Linked DNA regions of Sus scrofa: all the other regions are linked to region 1. Evidence: chromatin contacts called from public HiChIP or PLAC-seq data. All regions are on one chromosome and are shown on one strand. Each heading gives the region's core, a stretch centred on a gene start, on an enhancer-like site or on the middle of the called end of the contact. The rest is flanking DNA. Distances are from core to core; before and after follow the strand shown.

The links. HiChIP or PLAC-seq counts read pairs in DNA pulled down with a chosen protein or histone mark.
Region 2: a contact with region 1 is called in an H3K27ac HiChIP or PLAC-seq map of alveolar macrophages. The contact joins two enhancer-like sites. A contact is called at or near these places in 1 of 47 Hi-C or Micro-C datasets (undifferentiated spermatogonia) and 1 of 2 datasets of contacts at active chromatin or transcription factors (alveolar macrophages).
Region 3: a contact with region 1 is called in an H3K27ac HiChIP or PLAC-seq map of alveolar macrophages. The contact joins two enhancer-like sites. A contact is called at or near these places in 7 of 47 Hi-C or Micro-C datasets (blood, mesenteric adipose tissue, omental adipose tissue and 1 more) and 2 of 2 datasets of contacts at active chromatin or transcription factors (alveolar macrophages and skeletal muscle).
Region 4: a contact with region 1 is called in an H3K27ac HiChIP or PLAC-seq map of alveolar macrophages. The contact joins two enhancer-like sites. A contact is called at or near these places in 1 of 47 Hi-C or Micro-C datasets (alveolar macrophages) and 1 of 2 datasets of contacts at active chromatin or transcription factors (alveolar macrophages).

Annotation. Positions count from the first base shown.
Region 1 is chr13:121,138,952-121,141,983 of Sscrofa11.1, forward strand. It overlaps MCF2L2 (probable guanine nucleotide exchange factor MCF2L2), which reads right to left. Exons shown (of 27, transcript XM_021069898.1): 26 at 191-235. Among named protein-coding and RNA genes, the nearest start is that of LAMP3, 23 kb to the left of the region's middle. Within about 2 kb of position 1,545, at least 9 of the 83 cell types and tissues checked have an H3K27ac peak or open chromatin away from gene starts, as enhancers often do. A contact at or near this core is called in alveolar macrophages, where this site is marked.
Region 2 is chr13:121,339,026-121,342,057 of Sscrofa11.1, forward strand. The region is part of intron 1 of MCF2L2 (probable guanine nucleotide exchange factor MCF2L2); the gene reads right to left. Among named protein-coding and RNA genes, the nearest start is that of MCF2L2, 38 kb to the right of the region's middle. Within about 2 kb of position 1,441, at least 8 of the 83 cell types and tissues checked have an H3K27ac peak or open chromatin away from gene starts, as enhancers often do. A contact at or near this core is called in alveolar macrophages, where this site is marked.
Region 3 is chr13:121,306,886-121,309,917 of Sscrofa11.1, forward strand. The region is part of intron 3 of MCF2L2 (probable guanine nucleotide exchange factor MCF2L2); the gene reads right to left. Among named protein-coding and RNA genes, the nearest start is that of MCF2L2, 70 kb to the right of the region's middle. Within about 2 kb of position 1,431, at least 2 of the 83 cell types and tissues checked have an H3K27ac peak or open chromatin away from gene starts, as enhancers often do. A contact at or near this core is called in alveolar macrophages, where this site is marked.
Region 4 is chr13:121,271,637-121,274,668 of Sscrofa11.1, forward strand. It overlaps MCF2L2 (probable guanine nucleotide exchange factor MCF2L2), which reads right to left. Exons shown (of 27, transcript XM_021069898.1): 9 at 2,944-3,032; 10 at 2,386-2,505. Among named protein-coding and RNA genes, the nearest start is that of B3GNT5, 66 kb to the left of the region's middle. Within about 2 kb of position 1,600, at least 5 of the 83 cell types and tissues checked have an H3K27ac peak or open chromatin away from gene starts, as enhancers often do. A contact at or near this core is called in alveolar macrophages, where this site is marked.

The DNA of each region.
Region 1 (3,032 bases), core at 295-2,794:
ATGTCCCTCAGCCAAGGCGTCTGGTTTTGCAGGGGAGGAAAGTGCAGCTCATGGACAGTCTTTTGTTGTATTTGGTACATCTTAGGAATTTAATAAATAATACTTGTTATGATTAATAGTAATTACAATAATACTAAAGAGAGGATCTCAGAAGAGCTCTGGGTACTCCAAGCGTACTACTGTTACTCACATTTGGAAGATATTTGTCTGCCATTGTCTTCATCCTCATAAACATCTGGGGGAGGAAACATAATGGTGAAAAAAGGAAGCAGAGTGCCCACACATGCACACATATACTCTCCCTAGAAAAACTAAACCAGGAGTTCCCGACGGGGTGCAGCGGAAATGAATCCGACTAGGAACCATGAGGTGGCGGGTTCAATCCCTGGCCTCACTCAGTGGGTTAAGGATCCTGCGTTGCTGTGGCTGTGGTGTAGGCCGGTGGCTACGGCTCCGATTAGACCCCTAGCCTGGGAACCTCCATATGTTGCAGGTGCAGCCCTAGAAAAGACAAAAAACAAAAACAAAAACAAAAAACTAAACCAAACATACAGGCCCTTGACAAATATTCGATTTGATTACAGCAAAATTTCAAGTGATAGTTGCATTTTTGGAAAACGACCAGAATGACCCTGGTGCCAGCTCAGGTCTAGCAGTGTGTGGAGAAGATATACCCTGAGTCTCGGCCCTGCCCAATTCATGTACCAGAATAAGCAGAGAGAGTATTGGTGGAGAAGGGCAGGAAAAACAGGAAAGGTGGGTCATGAAAATTCATGCTGATAAGGACTGCACGTATTCTCTTTTCCTTTAGTGGATGATGTTTAGCACACACTACATAAATCCTAAAATATTTAGGGAATTTAATTTAGTACCTGGTGTTTAAAATCCTGATCTATTTTTCTCTTCTTTTTTTTTAAGGGCCATACCCATGGTATATGTAAGTTCCCAGGCTAGGGGTTGAATTGGTGCCACAGCTGCCAGCCTACACTGCAGCCACAGCAATGCAGGATCCTAGCCATGTCTGTGACCTACACCACAGCTCACAGCAAGGCTGGATCTTTAACCCACTGAGTGAGGCCGGGGGTTGAACCTGCATTCTCATGGTTCCTAGTCGGGTTCATTAATCCCTCAGCCATGAAGGGAACTCCCTGATCTTTTATTTTTCTTTAAAAAAATTACTGAACTTTATTAACAGGTGAGCCCATTAGTGAGTTTAAACTGTCTTCCTCAGAATAAAAGTTTTTGGACTTTGAAGATAAAATCATGGCTTTCCCCTTGCTGTCCACTAGGTGGCAGAAAGGGACAACTGTAGAGTCCGCACATAACTTTCAAAAGGGCAAACTATTTCCTATTTTTTTCAAACCAGATTTTCCTTTACTCCTGACAATTACAGCTTTTAAAGGGGGACCATCTCTATCATATGAACTCAAGTACACCATTTTCACCTGGGGGATAGGGATTGGAAGCCTTAAAGTGATGCCTACGCCCATGGGCTTTCCCTCCCTTTATTGGAGGAACAAACAGGAAGCTGGTTGCTATATAATATGCTAACAGCAATCTGGTCACCAGCCTAAGGACTTCATTGCATTTAATTCTCACAGCAAGACGATATATAGTATTACCTCTATTTTGTAAAATAATTGATGAAAATAATTCAAGCACAACAAAGTTACGTAATTCATCCAAAGAGATGGAGCTGAAGTCTGTAAGCCCTCAGTGCTTGAGTCCTTAACCGTGTGCTATGCTGGTAACTGTGCTCTTTCTCTGCCTTCTAGGAGTTAACCAGTGGGGTCACACTCGGCCTAATTCATCCCAGCAGCTCTCCAGAGCTTACATCAGGCAAGAGCTCCAGGATGTTTCCAAGGGTACCAGGCTAAATAAGGATCTTTTGCTTGGTGCCCTAGAGCATGAACTTCAATGTCTAGGCTGGTCTATATGTGAAGTGTTTACTTCCTATACCTACCTGTCTTTGGTCAAGAGAAAGGGAATCATGCCTAAGTATTCAATGATTTGCTTTCAGATTCCATATAGTCTCACAGCACTTTTTTTTTTGTGTGTTTTTTTTGTTTTGTTTTTGTTTTTGTTTTTCGTTCCTCTCTCCTTTTTTCTTTTTGGCTGTGCCCATGGCATGTGGAAGTTCCTGAGCCAGGAATAGAATCCATACCACAGCAGTGACCTGAGCTGCAGCAGTGACAACATGGGATCTTTAACCTAATGAGCCACAAGGGAACTCCTTTAGTGCATTTTCAGTTGTCAAAGTCCCTGCCAGCTTCTGGGGAAGTCTGCGTTTGCTGTTGTAGACTTTTAGGGTTGCAAGGAGCTGGGGTCAAAGAAATTTCACAATTGGGAAACAAGCACCTAGATCAGCAACCAGGTGCCCTCTGATGTGTCTAGTTGGGTTTAACAAAAGCCTTGCCTGTTTCATCAGAGATTTAATGAGAAATTTTCAGTAAGACTAAAATATAAAGCCTCCCCCCCAACCCCAAAGCAAATGGTTGCCATGCTCAAGGAAGTCATTGATCCCTGATCATCGAGACAGTCAGGCTGCTACCTAATAGAAGCAGAGAGGTGGAGTTCCCTTCCTGGCTCAGTGGTTAACAAACCCGACTGGGATCCATGAGGATGTGGGTTTGATCCCTGGCCTCACTCAGTGGGTTAAGGATCTGGCATTGCCATGAATTCTGGTGTAGATTGCAGATGCGGCTTAGATCCCATGTTGCTGTGGCTGTGGCGTAGGCTGGCAGCTGTAGTTCCAATTTGACCCCTAACCTGGGAACTGCCATATGCTGTGGGTGCGACCCTAAAAAGCAGAAGCAAAAAAAAAAAAAAAAAAGAAGAAGCAGAGAGGAACACATCTGGTGCTCCTGTGATCCACTGGGACATCTCCCAGAACTCTCTTGCCTGGATGTAACTGTAAATGGACTAGTAAAAGAACAACAGCCAGACAAGTGGGTGCTGGGACACCCACTTCGTATGCTACCAGCAGAAGTGCCAGATGAGGAGGAAGGGAACAAAGGTACAACCTAAGGACA
Region 2 (3,032 bases), core at 191-2,690, 200 kb after region 1:
ATAATGAAGTCTGAGACCTGCTTAAAATACTGCAGCACTTCCCTCTGCCAAAAACATATGTGGAGTGGGGGAAGGGAAAACTAGACTAACAAAATGAGGATAATTGCTAAAGCTGGTTGATGGGCTCATGAGAGTTCATTATACAAAATTCTTTTGCATATGTTCCAAATTTTCCATAATAAAATGTAAATTACAAATGGAAAACAGAGAATTTAAGCAGAAACAGGAGTTATGCACCTGAAGAGTTTTTCAGAATATATTCTCCCAGTGATCTAAGAAAGATGCATTATTATTTTTCCATACCTGAGGGAGTCTATTTAAGAGAGAATGACCCCAGAGAAAAACCAAGATCATAAGATGTAATATATTGTTATTGCACTTCAGTATGTGAGGTATGCTCTAAAGTTAAACATTTTAAATTAAAGAGGTAAGATCTGAAAGGGACAAGAGAAATGAGTTAAGCCAACCATCCCCTCATCCCATCTCATTTTTTAAATGAAGAAATAGAGTTTGTCTTTGCCTTTGGTCACCCAACAGTTTAAGTGTGGAGCTTGGGTCAGCCCAGGATCTCCTGACTCTAAAAGGGCAAACATGATGAAGTTTCTGGACGCCTGGCCCTAAGGAGCACTGGCTTCTTCTACCCCGAGTGGGTGACTACATCATAGGAATCTGTGGAGGATTGCCCAGCCTCCCAATGGAGACATTCTCACCTGCCTTCTGTGGTTACCAGAGGAACAGGATTAAAATTTATGATTTGTTTTTCCAATAATAGAAATGGACCAGTTTGCCTTTGGTTCAGGTTTTGCTGAGAGAGCCTGGCCTCCAGCCAGGGAGGGACATGGTTATCCATGAAGACTTCTCAGGGAAGGGGCCTTATGACCCAATCTGGTCAGCAATAACAGAGCATGAGGGTTTCTCAGACTCAGTGCTGACCCAGTGCGTGGAGATGACCTCAGACACACCCAGCTTTCAGTGATGCCCGACACCCATGCTCCATGCTCAGTTCAGCCCCACTCATGCTCTGTACCAGAAGAGACAAAAGGACCAGTCCTGCTGCTGAAAGTCTCTACTACCCACTTGTGTAGAGACAGCACAGGGAAGGGAGTACAGGAGCTCTTTAGTCTCACCTCCCTCTGCAGTGGGAAGAAGGGTTCCTCAAATCACACAGCCCTGCATGGCAAGGGCCATCTCTACCAATTTCTTGCCTTGTGACCAGGGCAAGAACACTCTGAGCCTTAGCATCCACACGTGTGGCTTTTCCTTCTCCAGGAACAGTTGGCCATGGCCAGTGATAACCCACCAAGGTGATGGTGCCTGCTGCACCCTGCGAGGCCCCTTGGTTCTATACATAAGTTTCTGGCTTGCTGCTTGCTATTTCTGATGTGTATGGACTAGAGAGAAATTCATCTCTTTGTGACTCACATAAGACAAAGGGAAGTGGTTACTGAATTTCAACACAATTTCTATCCTGGGCAAAGTTACAGATAGATCTGGGGAAAACTTGTCCCTTTACTATCTCTGATAAGTATACAGACATGATTATATGTTATCCTGGACCTATAGTTCCAAAAATGCAGGAAGTATCAAACACCACAAAGGCCTCCTAGATGATGCAGTAATAGCCCAGCACCTCCCATGGGAATTCAGCAGAGACAGCGAGTAAAGCCCCTGTGTTTCCACTCCCTAACCCCCACCCCTGTCTCAAAACAATGCAGGCTCTGGGGCAGGACCCTTCCTACTGACGGCATCTTCCTCCTTGGGGCAGAGGGCAGGAAACAGGCTGATAACAGCTGATGCTGTCTAGGTATTGCAACTGGTAAGAAATGAAGGGAAGTGAAACCTGCAGCTTCTGCTCTTGCTGTTCTGAAATTCCAGTCATATTGGGATTTAAAAGACTAAAGTATGTTCTGAGGAAAAAAGGAACCAAAATAATAAATAAATAAATAAATAACCAAACAAAGAAACAAACTGCTCCATTACTACTTTTCCCAGAGAACCTGTGGGCAGAAAGGATGGAAGGGTAGGCCATTAGCTGAACTAGGAATAGGACCAGGATCTCCACTCTTAGCCACTATGGAACAAGCCTCTGTTCATGACAATAATGAGAGCACCAGCTGTGATCTGGCCCCAACAAGACACTTTAATTAGCTAGATAATGACAGTAAAGGAATATGCCCTAGCACTAAAAGAGACCTCCTCTAGTCCATCCCCTTCTCCCATGCCCACAACTAGACCAGCCTCTACTTCTAAGAAAACATCTTTGGACCAGAGGCTCCGAGAAATCAGTTGTTGGGCTGGTATGAAAAGCCACCCCATGGGGTCACACTGTGTTTCACATCTTTTTACGGACCAGGTCAGAAAAAACACAAATCTATTGTCCTTCTTTTACTGGGTGCTGTGCTACAGAATACTTAACTTGAACCAGAAGACTTCAATACTAAGCCTTATCTGTAAATTAATAATGAATAAGAGGCACCTGAAAAGCAGATGGAAGAATTTTTTAAAGGAGAAATTTAGAAGATTTTAAAAACCAAGAACACTGAAAAATGTTCAACTTCCCAGTAGTCAAATAATACAATTAAAACAGCAATAAAATTTCTCATTTCATCCCTAAAATAACACAAGATGTTGGGGTTATGTTGGAAAACTAGTACTTCTACATAACCTTGGAGAGTAAAGCTGGTAGTGTCCTTTTAGAAAGCAGTTTCACAATATCTGCCCAGTGATTACTGTGTAGATGACATAACAAACACTTTTATACATCATCTTATTTAATCATCAAAGCAATGCTAAGAGTGATATGGAATTAAATCTGCAATAGCTGGACCAGGGTTAAGTAGAACCAGAATTTGAACTCAGTTCATTCTAAACTCCAAAGCCCAACATCTTAACCAAATAATACAGAGTTTCAGTATACAGTCGTCAAAATCTTCATAATCTTTTATCCATTCAACCTATATCTGGAAAGGTTTCCTGAGAAAATAATAAAATAAAAACTTTATACATAAAAATACAGACTGGAGTATTATTTA
Region 3 (3,032 bases), core at 181-2,680, 170 kb after region 1:
ACACCAAAGGTACAGGAAATAGGGTTTCTGTACAATGAATTTCTTTTTTTTAATTTCATCATATACAAAAAAATACTTTAATTACCTGACATATTTATGACACTGCACTAAATCTACAGAATAATGACCTCATAGGAGTTAAATTAAGATAAATGAAGCCAAAGTTCCCAACGTGGCTCAGCGGGAAACGAATCTGATTAGTATCCATGAGGACACAGGTTTGATCCCTGGTCTCACTCAAGGGGTTAAGGCTCCAGCATTGCTGTGGGCTGTGGTGTAGGTCGCAGACATGGCTTGGATCTGGTGTTGCTGTGACTATGGCGAAGGCCAGCAGCCACAGCTCCGATTTGACTCCTCGCCTGGGAACCTCCATATGATGTGGGTGCAGCCCTAAAACAACCAAAAAAAAAAAAGGATAAATGAAGCTGCCATGAATACAGCTATATGTACAAAGAAAGAATAAAAAAATTAGATCAAAATACACCTGACCAATAAGATGTAAGTTGTTGAGTCTTTACCCATGTAGGACAATGTATTTCTTTTAGGCAACACTCGGCTGTTTTAATCCCTACTGTTCTTTTTAACACTAATATCCTATAATAGGTTAGATGCATAAATACTATTTAATATAAATCCTCACAACCACCCTCACCACTAGGTTGATAATAATATTTCCACTTTATTGATGATGGAACTAATCATCCTTAGAGATGATTTAAAAATAATAACTTGCTCAAAGTCACAAAACTACAGGCAGAATTAAGACTCAAAGTCTTCTGACTCTGAGACCAATGTTTAAGCCACAAAATTCATATTCTCTTGGTAAGGAAAACATTTTAACACCATATTCTTTCATTTTCCAATCTTCATAACTCTTCTGCAACAAATATAATTGAATTTTTGATGACTTAAACCTGACATTTTGGGAGTTCCCGTCGTGGTGCAGTGGTTAACGAATCCGACTAGGAACCATGAGGTTGCGGGTTCGGTCCCTGCCCTTGCTCAGTGGGTTAACAATCCGGTGTTGCCGTGAGCTGTGGTGTAGGTTGCAGACGCGGCTCGGATCCCGAGTTGCTGTGGCTCTGTCATAGGCCAGTGGCTACAGCTCCGATTAGACCCCTAGCCTAGGAACCTCCATATGCCATGGAAGTGGCCCAAAGAAATAGCAAAAAAAAAAAAAAAACCTGACATTTTGAATACGACCTTGTTGTGAGACATGTTTCTACAATATTTTCTTAGCCTCTTTGCTGAAAACTCCATCTTTACCCCATCTTCCTGCTTGAAAAACAGTCACACTGATGGTAAATGACTTAAGCTTAAGAACAAAGACCTAAAGGCATAAATTGTTCATAGGGTCAGCTGAATGAGGACATAATGAGTTGCTCTAGGCACATGCAGATTGGCACACTGTTTGCACAAGCACATATGTCCTCTAAAGAATAAGAGAAAGAGGAACCTCATGGCCAAGTGGTTTATGAGCGGTCGTTAACAGAATATGCATTAGCAAAGAGAACCAAGGTGCAAACCAAGGCACACCCGGGTTGCCGCAAATAGACATGCCATTTGCGGAAGCTCAGTGAGGATTCTCGGAAATGCTATGGATAGATAGCTAACTCAAATGCTAATGATTGTTAAATGCCTAAAGGTCAGAGTAAAAGCTTAACCATCTACCAGTTAAGTGACTTTTAAATAATAAAAGAACTTATAAAATAATAATTAAAAAACCCCTATATCCTCCACCTATAGCCCCCTTCTCACTTGACGTAATCCTAAAGAGCACAATAAAAGCAGTGTGGTTTCTTGAGGCGGTGCTCTTGGTCTGTGAGACCTTGAGTCCCACCTTTACTTAAGATAAATGTCTCTGTGTCTTGTTTTATGTCAACTTTTTTCCTTAAGTTTCACAGCACCCGTTCTTCAACCCCATCCTGCTGAGCTGGTCTCAGCATGACCTAAAAATAAACATATGAGTGAAAGAGACTGAAGTAAATATGTTCTGACCCCAAAATACCAGAGCAGTTTTGTGGTTGATACGGTACTTATTTTCTTAATTAAGCTCTAATGTTAATATATTTTCTATGATTTGCCTTTTTCAATAAGCAAGGAATAGAAAATATGATGGTTAACTGAAATTGTATAAGAACTGAGTCAGGAGTTCCTACTGTGGCTCAGTGGAAACAAATCTGACTGGCATCCATGAGGATGCAGGTTCGATCCCTGGCCCTGCTCAGTGGATTGGGGCTCCTGCATTGCTGTGAGCTGTGGTGTAGGTTGCAGACATGGCTTGGATCTGGCATTGCTGTGGCTGCAGCGTAGGCTGGTGGCCACAGCTCTAATTCGACCCCTAGCCTGAGAGCCTCCATATGCCACTAGGGGTGGCCCTAAAAAGACAAAAAAAAAAAAAAAGAAAAGAAAAAAAAGAACTGAGTCAAATGCAGGTTGACCCACCATCCTGACCACCCTGGTTTGTCCAGAATGCCCTCCCCAAGGTGGGCGGGCATCATCAATCCACTGAGGTCCTGAAGAGAACAAAAATGTGCAGGAAGAAAGGATGTACACTCTCCCTCAATCTGTTGAGCTGGGACAGTGATCTTGGCTCTCAGGACTTCAGTCTTGGAATGGAATCCACAGCACCGGCTTTCTGGTTTTATGCCTTCAAACTACATCACCTACCTTCCTGGATCTCCAGTTTGCAGAGGACAGACTATAAGACATCTCAACCTCCAGAACTGCATGAGCCAATACCTGAAATACATGTCTTTATCTATATACCAGAATTCTCCAGAGGAAAAGAATCCATAAGATATACATATTATATGAGATTTATTTTTATTATATGAATTGGCTCATGCAGTTATAGAATACAGAGGCCAAGAAGTCCACAATATGCCATCTGCAAGCTGAAGAATTAGGGAGGTTGATGGTATAATTCAAACCAAGTCCAAGGCCAGCGAATGGAGGTGCTGATGATTTCAATCCTGATCTGAATCTGAAGGCCCAAAGACAGAACACTGATGTCACAGGACATCCAAGAG
Region 4 (3,032 bases), core at 350-2,849, 130 kb after region 1:
GCCTGGACTCTGTGGATCATATGTAGTAGGTTAATCCAGCTAGTTCAGGAACACTGCTCATGAAAGATGGGTCATGGTTCACAGAGCATTTCCAAGTCCCATGACCAGAGGTTTCACCTCTATCTCCGGTCAGCAATTTTCAAAGTATGTACCAAAGATCACAACTCCAAGGAGGTGGGCAGAAGAGAGAATGTGGATGCAGTCATGCAGATCCATCCCCCGTATTTAAAATACAACCCAGAACACCATCCAATGGCTTCCTCTTCCACTGAGAATAAAATCCAATCCTCACCACACTGCTCCCAGCTCATTCTCTCCCGGCTGACAATGTTACAGCCATTCCTTGGACTCCCAACCTCATTCCTACTTCAAGACCTTTGTACTTGTAACTTTTCTGCCTTGACTGCTATTCCCTAAATCTTTGCATGGCTATCTAGATCTCAGATCAAAGGCGTTTCCTAACTACTCCTCTAAAGTAGCACCCCCAATCACTTTTTATCATATCACTATCTGATATGATTATTTGATTACTTTTCACCCCAGTAGAAGGTAACCTCCATGAAAGCAGGGTCTTGACTGGTTCACCACTATATCCACAGAATATAGGACAAGGAACATTTGGTGATGAATGAATGTCTTCCTAGTGTGTCAGCAGCTACCTTCATTTTATACATATCCATATATAAAACTATACTTTTCAAACCAAAAAAATGAAGGTGCTGGGCTTGATGATGCATTTTTTTCCCCTAAAATAGGAATGTATGTAGATGAAAATATGTAGTATCTCTATTTAATAAGGAGTTTACTTGAAAAAAAACTAAAATTACATAAAATTGGGACTATCTTGGAGAATCTGAGATAAGTAGTTATCAGATACATGAAATTCAATTTTTTTTCATTGCTTAATAAACTGTTTTGATGAGTTATGCCTTTACCTCCACAGCGTGTAGCTGTCAACAATCACTGATAACAGGAGTGATCACCAGGGAAGGATGAGAATGGTGAGTGAGTCTGGGTGCACAGGTAAGTTTGCGTATTTACACATGTGCAAAAGCACCTTCAGCTCAGAATCCGTAACTGACAGCTATTTTTTTTTTTTTTTTTTTTTGTCTTTTTAGGGCCATGCCTGCGGCATATGGAGGTTCCCAGGCTATGGGTCGAATTGGAGCTGTAGCGTCAGGCCTACGCCAGAGCCACAGCAACACCAGATCCGAGCCGCGTCTGCGACCTACACCACAGCTCACAGCAACACCAGATCCTCAACCTACTAAGCAAGACCAGAGACCGAACTCGAAACCTCATGGTTCCCAGTTGGATTCGTTTTCGCTGTGCCATGACAGGAACTCCCATAACTGACAGTCATTTAAGCTAGAGTGGCCTTGGTTTACATTTGCTACTATAATTGAGAAGATATGTCTCTGACTATAATGTGTGTTTTGAATGCCTGGGGATCTTATTAAAAATGCAGATTCTGATTCTGAGGTGGGGACTGAGATTTCGCCATATTTTTAATAAGTTCTCACTCAGGTGACATCTATGCTGCTGGCGCAAGGATCACACTTTGAGAAGCAAATCTAGTACTACAAAATTACCATCTGGGAACCCTGCTTCTAGATTAGCTCAGAAAGGAAGTGGTAGCCACAGAGGACTTAGTTCCCAAGAGACAAAAATATAGAGAACCCAATTAAAGAAAAGCAGAAAGGAACTTCTCTGGAAATAGATGAATGGGTTTTCTTAATTCACAATAAGCCAAATTTGTAAGCACTCAAAATAGACTTACTCCTAAGTGCTGCCTTGTGTACCGATCTGGGAAATTGTTTAACTCTGGTATGAGAATTTGAAACACATATATTCCTTTGTAATTGCGATACTGACAACTCTTTGAGCATGAGAAAGAAGGCTTTGCCAACTCTGTGTAGTAACAAAACTAACTGGGACCAATTTCCCCTTTTCACCATTTTGCTTGTTATAAAATAGGTTACTTTTTTCTGGTTTCCCCTTTTCAAGTTTCCCGTCCTTACCACCACCCAGCTCCCCCACATCCGGCCCAGTGGGTAATACTCTCATTACTTTCTGCTGCTCTTCCACCAGCCTGCCACCCCACAAATGGTCAGTGCCACCCGGAACTCTCAACTGACTTAAGCCTCCAGCCTCAACTGGCTGCTCTAGCAGCCTTAACAGAACTCTGCACTGCCTGCATTATTGCTCACATTGTTACTGTGCATATTTCCCTGGGGACCTTGGGCGAGAGTGGGGTCACTGAAAAGGCAGGATTTGAGTATTCCTGTGTCATTTGACTATCTTCTTACAATAATGAGGGGCCATGCATGACCTGTAACCATCCAGTGACTTTCTTCCCAGTCCATGAAAATGGTGAAAACAAACCTGGCCTTCTCCTTCCAGTTTTTTGTGTTCCTTAAGAAGTTGCTCCACTCGCGTCACACTATCTCCAATGTCTGTACACTCTGCTTGCTCTGCCAACAAGTTGCCCAGGGCAAGCTTAACCTACACGACACATTAGAAAAATCCAGAAATAAGCCAACAAACACCCATCTGGAGGTACTCTAGACGACTAGAAAATCCAAAAAGGATTCAGGACATATGCATATCTATCGAGACTTTTTGAAAAATTACAGTTCATTAGCTTTCAGATTAAGTTGGGGGTGCTGAGACACATGTAGATGCAACATTAAAGCAAAATTGAACAGATTATCAATCAAAAAGGAAGGTAAACCATCACTGAAATACCATGTCTGCCAATAGGAAAATGGGATTCTAGTGCATTCCTACCCCACTGCAAAAGCGAGAAGGGGAAATCAAAGAAATAAGGGGGAACTGGATTTGGGAAAGGAGGGAAGCCTGATACCCACAGTTCAAGAGGGAAGAGAAAATCAGAGATCACTGAACCATAAAAGGAAGTTCTATTCAACAAGAAAATAACACCTCACAAAAATTTTGTTCAAAATGCTGCAGCTGTAGGCATTGATTAAGCTTCAGGTGATGCTCAGACCAAAACTGACTGAAGGCTTTTT